2 separate regions of the Anas platyrhynchos genome follow, and region 1 is linked to region 2. A link is a contact called in public Hi-C data. All regions are on one chromosome and are shown on one strand. The core of a region is the stretch at or near the end of the contact, and the rest is flanking DNA. Distances in the headings are between cores, read along the strand shown.

Region 1 (4,679 bases), core at 1,101-3,600, 63 kb after region 2:
TACTTATCATGCACAGATGTAGTCTGGAGAGGTCAACAGGGCCAGCGAGACAAGGTCTGCTTACATAACTCAAATGAGTTTACAGCACTTGAGCATTTTTCTTTGTCATGTTTTAATCTACATGCCTCTCAGAATGGGACAACGTCATGAAAAATCAGCCCCAACAAAAGCAGCAACAAAGAGATACAGACAGGAAAATAACAGAAAAGCTTTGGTGGTCTGAAAGGAGGCTGGAGGGTCTCTGAGCAGCTTTAGGGAGCGGTGGTCCTGAAGGGAGGAGGTCTGGGGGTTTGCTTGTTAAGGTAAAGGCTTGTGGCAGTGGTTTTACTAGGTGATGGAGATGCTCAAGAAGATGAGTTGGGTCAAAAAGATATTTGCAAGTAAATGAAACAGGGCGGGGTTGCAGCATCCTTTTCCAGCTGGAGCCTGAAATGAGAGCACGGCCGGCCCTCGCTGGGAGGATGAGAATACACACGCTTGCGTGGGAGACAGAGCTGCGGTCCAGAAAAACGAGCCGTGTAGGCCGTGGGGAAGGCAAAATAGGCAAGGCAGGACACATGCAGCAGAGGCAGTGCTGAAACAGCAGTATACAAACGAGACAATGCAGATGGAGATACAGACCTGATGACCCAGGAGATGAGAGAAAGGAGGATTCAATGAAGGGTTACAGCACCGTTCCAGACAGGCGAACAGGGAAATTATTTGGACTATCTATGAGAACTAGAAATAAATAAATTAACCTAATGTGAAGGCTTCTCTCACTCTGGCAGCACGAGGCTTTTGGAAAAACAAAGCCTGTGCTGGAGCATCAGAAAGAACACATTAAATGTGGGAAATACAATGGGCATTACATCAGATTCCAGATACTGCAGATGATGAATCAGAGCAGCATGCTTTTTCTGCATCTGGCAGCCTGCTACATCCACTGTGCACTTGCCCTGAATCAGTCTTTCCAAGCTAAGGGAAGAAAATATCCCCAAATAACTTTCAGAACATGACCCATGTGCCAGGAAAGGACAGCCCTGAAGTCCTGCGCTGTTTTGTGCTCAATTGCAGAACTATACAGTTGCATGAAAACATGACACAATACCACACTTGTATCCAAGTCAGTTCTAAAATGTTTCAAGTCTTCAAAATGTTAGGGAGACTCTCAGAAATCCCAAGTAAAAATACAACAGCATGAAAACGCTCTGACTTGCTAGAATGAGTACAAATCGCTGTTAAGACATGTGGGAAATAAAGCAATTTTGTTTGGTCTTATATTTTTTCTTGTGCTATTTGTTATCCCAACATTTCAGCGTGGTATAATGAAATTGAAGCTGTTTTACAGGGTAGAGAAAGAAATTGACTCCATAGCTTCCATAACTCAAGTTAAGAGAACTGCCCAGAGGAGTTGAGAAGAACTGTGGAGAAAAAAACAGAACCAAATTGGGTAAGCAACTCCACTCGCTTCAGTTTTAAAAATCTTTCTTGGCTAAAGATGTAAGTTACTAAACACAAGTTAGAAAATTTGCATCTCTGATTTTTATCTTGATTGCTCATGGAAGGGACAGGTCAGTACAAATGGGGATGACTTCAGCGTACACATGGGCCTCGATTTGAAAGACTGTATCGGGCTTTTAACAGCCAGAGTGGAGAAGTAGCTTAATTGCACCAAGAACTGCCCCTGTTGTTATTCTCCTGGGGCAGAGGAGGAGGAGAAGCAGTTTTTGTAGGAGCCGTGAGTCATCTTCAGCCAAATTCTGCCCTTCCTCCAGCACTGGGCTTTGGGTCACTGGGCCACAAGAGCCCATGTTGGGGTGGAGCTCTGGGCGATAAACCTGGAAGAAACCTCAGCCCTGAGGGGAGCCCGGGGGGGCATTTTTGGGTGCATTTCCTCGTGTTTTGGCCAATAACGGGCTGAGGCGCGGCTCTGAGGGCAGAGCTCTGAGGGGGCCAAGGGCTGTGGGCGAGGCGCCCCCCGGCGGCGGGAGCCCACGGGGGGGCCGCGGGGTCGCCCCTCGGAGGGGCTGAGGGGGGGCCTCGGGCCCCGGCCCCGTTTCCCGCCCGCCCCGGGGGCTGAGGGCCGCGGCCCCCCCCGCCCCCCGCCGCCAGGGGGCGCCCCCTGCGCCCCCCCCCACCGCCTCCCTCAGCGGGGGGCGGAGCGCCGCCATGAGACGAGCGCTGGGATTGGCGGGAAGGGGCCCGGCGGAGAGGAGCGCGGATGAGAGCGGCGCTCTGATTGGTGGAGGGCATCCCGGGGGGAGTGAAGGCCCGGGTAGGGGGTCTCTCCCCCACCCCCCCGTGAGGGTTGCCCCCCCCTCCCCTTGCACCCCGGCCCCCTGACCTGCCTGCCTCCCGACTCTTTTCTTGATGGCTTTTGCGCCCCGTCTCGGCGGGCGGGCGCGTTTCAGCCAATCAGCGCGCGGCGCCGCAGCCTGTTGCCAGGCAGATTATGGTAATGAGGCCCGGGCGGCCGCCCCCCCTCCCGTTCTGCAGCTACCATTGTGAGGTGAGGACAGGTGGGGGGGTTTGGGGCCGCCGCGGGGCCGCCGCCGGCGGCCGGGACGCGCCACCCGCACGGGACCCCCTCAGGTAACGCGATGGGACGGTCCGGGAGGGAAGCGCGGCCCGGGGGCGCCGCGGGGCCCCGCCGGGGGTTTTGGACTTGTTGTTTTAGTCGCACCCAAGATGGCGCCCGGAGCTGGCGGCTCCTTAGCGCTGCGGCCGGGACAAACCGTTCGCTCCCGCGAGTGGGGGGGGGGAGGGGGAGCAGGGCGCACTCATTCCCCTCCGCCCCCCCCGCCCCCCCGCGGGAGAGGTACGGTCCGCTCCCCCCCCTCCCCGCCCCAGCCGGGATCCCCCACCCGGCCCGGCCGGAGGGAGAAGGGGCTGCCCCCACCCCCGCTCCCCCCCCCCTCCCCCGATGGTACGGTCCGGACCCCGGCACCTCAGTAGCGGGGGGGGCGGGGGGGTGTATGCTGGAGCCATCTTGTTCCCCCCCAGCACTGTGGGCGCCTCAGCCCTCCGTGACGGCGGGCGGCTCGCCTCCCTCGCCCCGTGCTTAGGCCGGCTCCCCTCCCCTCCGCAACGCAGCGCGGCCTTCGCTGGCAGCCCCCTTCCCACCCCCCCCCGCGCCCCAGTGGTTGGGGCCGCCCGGCCGTAGGGCGCCCTCACAGGGGGCTGCCGGCGCCTCGCGCTTTCCCCCCGGGGGGGGGGGGGGAGCGGGCAGCGCTGCCTGCCCGTACTGGGGAGCGGCGCCGCGTGAGGGGGGGGGCGCCTGCCCCTCCTGATTGGCCGCGTGCCTCGCGCCCCCGTTTCTCATTGGCCTAGCGGGAGGAGGGGGGCGTTGCGCCCCCTCCCCGGATTGGCTGCCGGTGGGGACGCGGAGGTTATATAAGGGGGAGACGGTGGGGGGGCACCGGCAGTCAGCCCTGTGAGGGGCTCAGGGGAGGGAGGGGGTCAGCCTGGAGCCCCCCGAGCCCTGCGGGGAGCGGGAACCCTGGGCAGGGCCCGGGGCTGGGGCCCCTCCCGCTGCCTGAGGGGCCCGGAGCTTCGCGGGCTCGAAGGAGGCAGCGCAGCCACGCGTCTGGGCATGGGGCTGTGAAGTTTGGCGCTGCTGTGGCAGCACCGAGTTTTGTACTGGTTTTATACCCTACTAAATACACCCGTGTACAGATACCGCGTGTGGCTGTCTCATTTTTATTTCTTCGGCCCTCTTGCTGTCAGGTCTGTGGTGCTGAGGTGCCGCGTCCGCTCCTGTGGCACTGTGGTGCTGAAGCAGGGGCAGCTTGTTAAATTTCCCACTTGGAATGAAAAAAAAAGACCTTGGTCCTCTGCCTTGCAGGCCTGGCAGCCCTAAAGGGCCATCCAGCCCTACAAAGGTTTTGTTTGCCTGTCGGAAACCCTTCAAGCCATGCAAAGGCAGCTCTTACCTCCCAGCTGCTCGTGGCAGATCCCTGAGTGGTCTTTCCAAAGTTTAAAACTCTCTGGTTCAGGCTGCTGAGCTTCACAGCCCCCAGGGTGAACCAAGCAGTCAGTTCTTGGGATGCACTTTTTGGTAAATGCCCCAATGTTTCTGGCATGTTGGGGATGTATTCGTGGTTCTTTTGGAGAAAGAACAAGCTCGAGGCTGGGTGTCCCTGTGAAATGTGTATTAATGTTTTTCTTTAAAAGTTTAAATATGGAGACTGGATCGAGCACTTGCTTTCTTCTATCACTTTTTTTCAATTGAATTTTATTTCTTTCTGTTGGCTCAGTTAGAAGATGAAATGCTTGTGAATCAACTGATTTTACAGGAGGGGTATTTTGAGTCTTTGGTGGAAATAGCGATTGACAATCTCAAGCTAACACCTTCATTTTTAGTGGGGGAAAAAGTACGAAGGTGTGTTTCTCAGTCCTGAAAGGGAGAACTTGTCTCCTGAGCTGTGATGCTTTTTGGCACTTTGCTGCATGCTATACCTCTCTAGTATACTAGGTGCTTCATGGAGACAGCTTTATTTCCTTGTTATAGGAGGAAATTTAGATGTAACTGTTAATATCTTGCAGAAGAATTGACCACTTGCTCTTTGAGAGATCTTGTGAGGAGCTTGCTCTCATCTGGCACCCTTACTGCTAACCTGCAAAGAAACTCCTTATGGTAATTTGCTCTGTTGTTAGCAGCTACTTTCCAGTGTGTTTTTTGACCACCTGCAGCTGCT
Region 2 (4,451 bases), core at 1,371-3,870:
TTAAGAAAAAACTGCTTCTCAGTGTTCAGCTTATCACGCTCTTAATAGTTGCTGTATTAGTTGGGAGGACAAATTACTATAGATTGACTGACTGACTCCCCTGCTAAAGATATCGCCTGAAAAGCTCATTTACTGTTAAATCCTATCCCGAGCCAGACAGGGAAGCCTAATTGAATTCCTTGTGATAAGCAAATACAACTGTGAAGTGACAGGTCCCAGCATGGCACACTGACAAGTGGTACCTGCATGCTAATAAATAAGCGATGAAGATGTCAGCCTCAACAGAGTTAAGTCCCATCTAGCTAGGAGCAGAGCAGTTGATGTCTTGGCAGCTACTACCATCTTCGCCCCCTACACACAACATGTGATTCAATGCTGACTATTTTCATACTCTGTGATGGAGCAGGAGTGGTTTCTCACCTCCACAATTCCATGGCTGATGGTCCCATACTGCCTCTTCCTCAGCATCACCAAGCTGATGACTATAACAGTAGCTATGGCAACAGCAATCACCAACAGCCCAATAAGGGCACTGCTGCTGAAACTGAAGTCATCACGAAGCGAGTTGTCATTATCCTGGAAGGAAGAAAACAATGGAGCAGGTAGAGGAGGAGTGATGTGGGAGTTGCCCTGCTAAATGCAGACCTGAAAGGAGGCCACCAATAAGGTCTTCAGCCATCTGTGGTATCGAGGCACGACCGATTATACTTGGCAGTATAAATATTTCATCCCTTTCTGTCAAAAGGATAATGAACACAAAGTCGTTTCCCCATTTAGGCATTTCTGGACAAGCACTGACTCACACTGCTTTCATACCCCACAAAGCGCTTTTGCAACAAAAGAGTCAAGTTAGCATCTAATGTTTTTACTGTGATCTTCATGCAGAAATGCCATCCTGCATTATGCTCTGCATGACTTGCCATAGCAGCGTCAACACATTGAATCCCTGGAATTCAGCAATACACAAGAACCAAAATCCAGTTTCAGGAAGTCACCAATCACCAGATGCAGTAGCCATAATACATACCGGCTCGTCCACCAGCCCACCAACACGCTCTGCATTGAAAATCATTTCCTTCACATCAAGGGTTTCATCAATTACCTGAAAACAGTCACAAAAAGCGTTTTATGAAAGGAGCTGTAAGAAACAGGTGGGAGAAGGAGTATGAAGCCAGACAAGAGACCTTTAACGCATACAAGCAAGAGCTCAGAACCACCTACCATTTTTTGCCTGCTCTCTAAAGCGTGGGATCTTCTCCAACTTTTAGAGCCAACTGAGCTACTGACTGCAACCATTTGGAAGCCTAGACTACCTCAAACTAAAGACCCGAATTAAAAATGCAGGTCCTGCCTTGGACACAGCATTTCTGTCATGTAACATCTAACTTATGGCTATAGAATGATTCTGAAAGTAGGCTCCAAGAAGTCACTTTTATATATATATTTTTAAGCCAGGTAACTGGGGCAAGACAGCTGCCACTATGACCTAGTGAATTTTTTACACTGCATATAAAGCTAATTGCCTACTGGGTCATGTACCTTTACAAGAAGGTGAGATGTACCTTGCTAGGAAAAGTATGTGGGAAGGCAGGTGGAATGCAGCAGCATTCAGTGTACTCAGACAGAAAGCTACCTAGCTAAAATAAAGGTGTATCAAAGGGTCTCTGCTTGGGAAAGCAATTACTAAATCAGACACTTCTCCAGCTCAGACTGCCAAAGATCCAGATCTCTCTCCTTCCCTCACCCTCCCACCCTTCTGATGCTAATCAGTATTAAGAGCCTACAATAGTCAGAAAACTGACTCCCCCACACCATATGGATAATGAACACACTGACATTCTGCTAGCAGGAAGGAGACATGGAAATAAGCCACTGCTATTAATTAGTGTCCACGGCAGGCTTTGCTTTACAAAATAAAGGTGGAGGGCTCACCACATTTTCATCCACTTTGTTCTTGCTGTTAATCACTTTTTCTTCAGCGCCAATCAGCCCATCCAACTCTGTCATGCCAGAACCTGCACCAAAAGAGCAAGGCAAGGACCATTAGTCAGCCCTTAGTGACATTTAGGAAGGATTACCTACTCTTTGTAGAGCTGCCATGGCTAGTGCGTTTAACTGCATGGACCGCTGATTATTAAGCTGTCTTCATGCTGTTGTGTCAGAAGGGGAGCTCATAAGCTATGCTACAGTGACAAGTGATTGGGGAGGTTCTGTTAATGAAGGGAAATGAGGTGGCAATGAGAGAAGCAGACAGGACTCACCAAAACAGGCTGAAGTGTAAATCCAGAAATACCATACGGTTATAAGTACTGCTGTTAGAATGTCCAAGGCAACATGTAACACAAATTGTGAGCGTGCAATTCTTTTCTGCAAGTGTCAGCCAGGGTCACCACCACCTCCGCATGACCCCACAACGGAAAGGCACATCTCCCCTCTGCTGACAATCAGCACACAGGGAAGACTTTCAACCGCATGGTCAGCATCACCCATTCTTCTGAAATCAAGTACATCAGCAAGCGCCTCGGGAATGAGAATCTCAAGGTCAACCAGCACAGCTCTGTAATGAGCTTCTGTCCCGTAGCTGGCACAAGTCCAGAAACAATAAATCCCAAGGCAAAGGAGGAGCAAAGTACTTCACTAGCCTTTGTACCAGAACATCACTCACCCACTTCTAGGCTAAAACTACTACAGGCTGAAGAGAAGAATATCAATTAACAGAAGGCAGCTGCTCTGCATAAACTGTTTTGATCTCAGGCATTTATAGAAAGATCAGATCAATAACAATCTGATGCAAGACACTCTGACCTAACATAACAAGTTAGGAGACTGCAAGTTTTCCATTATCAGTACGGACAATGTAATGTCCTTCACAACATCTATGCCTCCCTAAAGCAAAAGCAGGAGGACAGTGAAATGTCAGCCCTGCACAACGGGGTCCTTCCAATGAGGAGCATGAGGCAGGGGAAATACACTACAGCACTTAACACTGACTGCATACACCTCTCCACAAACTGCTGAGCTTGCAGGTTGCCTAAGACATTATGTCAACCCATGCTGAAATTGGCACATGTTCTTTAATGAGATGCAAAGGAAAGGATATTTGGCTCCATGGCAAGTTTTTACTGTGACAAGCTTCTTACTGCGCAAAAATGCCAAGGAAACTAATGTTTCACTCCAACTCCTCCCAAAAGAAGCATCTAGGGTTTTACTGCATCCCTTTTTCCTCTATAGTTCTTTGGAGACAGTAATCAGATTCCAAGCACAGCCAAGACTGCCCATCTGATTTCCCACGGCTGTTGAAGCAGGTCATGTTGTTATGGAAGTCAATGATTTGGATTTTCTGGACAGACCAGAAATAGTTTTTAAGAGAACTACTGTGCCGGCTTTTGGCCTATGGCTGCTTTATTCAATTCTCAGGAGCCAACGTAACAGTCTCCAGGGCTGGGAGTTCAGTTGCTGCACTGAGCTTTGCTATTTGTCACAGCGCGCTGTACCAAATAACAGACCTAGTTCTATGTAGCTCTAAGGCACAGTTTAGATTATACACTTCCTAGGGAAAAAAAAAAGAAAAAACAAACAAACTCCACACACACACACAAAACAGAACTCCCTAGCAGCCCTTTGTGAAATTCAATGAAAAGACGAAGAAGGAAACACAGGATGTAATCTTAGTCCCCAAGTCATCAGAAACTCTTTTATTTACCCAAATGGGGAGAGGACCAGCTTACGCTTATCATCTTTAAGTCAACGCAGCAGTCATCAATCAAGAATCAAAGTAAAGGCTGTCACAGTTCTTTCCAGAGCAGTCAGTGCACTGACTTCGCTGTGAATTGCTCCACAAGAGGGATGAAGGTGACCTTTGTAAAGAACTACTACTGGTAATGAAAACAGTTCAGCTGCCTGGCCTTCACCACATTACAAAGTTCTTTGTGCTCATATTAAATGGTTATTAGCAAAACCCTTTGATTCTGCTTTGAAATTCTGCACGACATATTTGGAACCAAAGACAGACGAAAGAAAATGACTGGGTTACTCCCCATGCTCACCTCACGTGCCACTGTTCCGCGAAAGTATTCTGACAATTAGCCTCCCATTTCTGCTCTGGAAACCAAATCTGTTAGCAGATCAGCTGGGCCTGATCTTTACCTGAGGCTGTATCTCTGACAAAGGATTTACCACCAATATTTCTATGTCCATTTTAAGGCCCAGTCGGACCCTTTTTAGCCAGGCACTCTGTTACTGCACAATCAATAATGAGCTAAAGGAGAAACGTGTAATCACACAGGACTTGGCTCGTATGGAGAGATGCTACTCCTGAAAAGGGGATGCTAAGAAGACAAACACAAAGGAATCACCTACTTTACCTGTCCCAGAGCAGCTGTACTCCATAATACCTATGAGGACAAGTAGCTGGGAGACACACCCCATGTCTAGGGGGGCACTCTCATTCC

What was found. Hi-C and Micro-C count contacts between places; a contact is called where the count stands out from the background.
Region 1: a Hi-C map of skeletal muscle shows a contact between it and region 2, with 1.8 times the contacts expected there. The contact joins the promoter of PRDM10 here to the enhancer-like site in region 2. A contact is called at or near these places in 3 of 8 Hi-C or Micro-C datasets (F5 follicle, skeletal muscle and small yellow follicle).

Annotation. Positions count from the first base shown.
Region 1 is chr25:4,412,037-4,416,715 of IASCAAS_PekinDuck_T2T, forward strand. It overlaps PRDM10 (PR/SET domain 10), which reads left to right and starts at 2,351. Exons shown (of 22, transcript XM_072027604.1): 1 at 2,351-2,491. It also overlaps LOC113839845.
Region 2 is chr25:4,349,116-4,353,566 of IASCAAS_PekinDuck_T2T, forward strand. It overlaps APLP2 (amyloid beta precursor like protein 2), which reads right to left. Exons shown (of 18, transcript XM_027444200.3): 15 at 1,933-2,015; 16 at 1,028-1,102; 17 at 421-576. Among named protein-coding and RNA genes, the nearest start is that of TMEM45B, 40 kb to the left of the region's middle. Within about 2 kb of position 2,621, at least 2 of the 8 cell types and tissues checked have an H3K27ac peak or open chromatin away from gene starts, as enhancers often do. A contact at or near this core is called in F5 follicle, where this site is marked.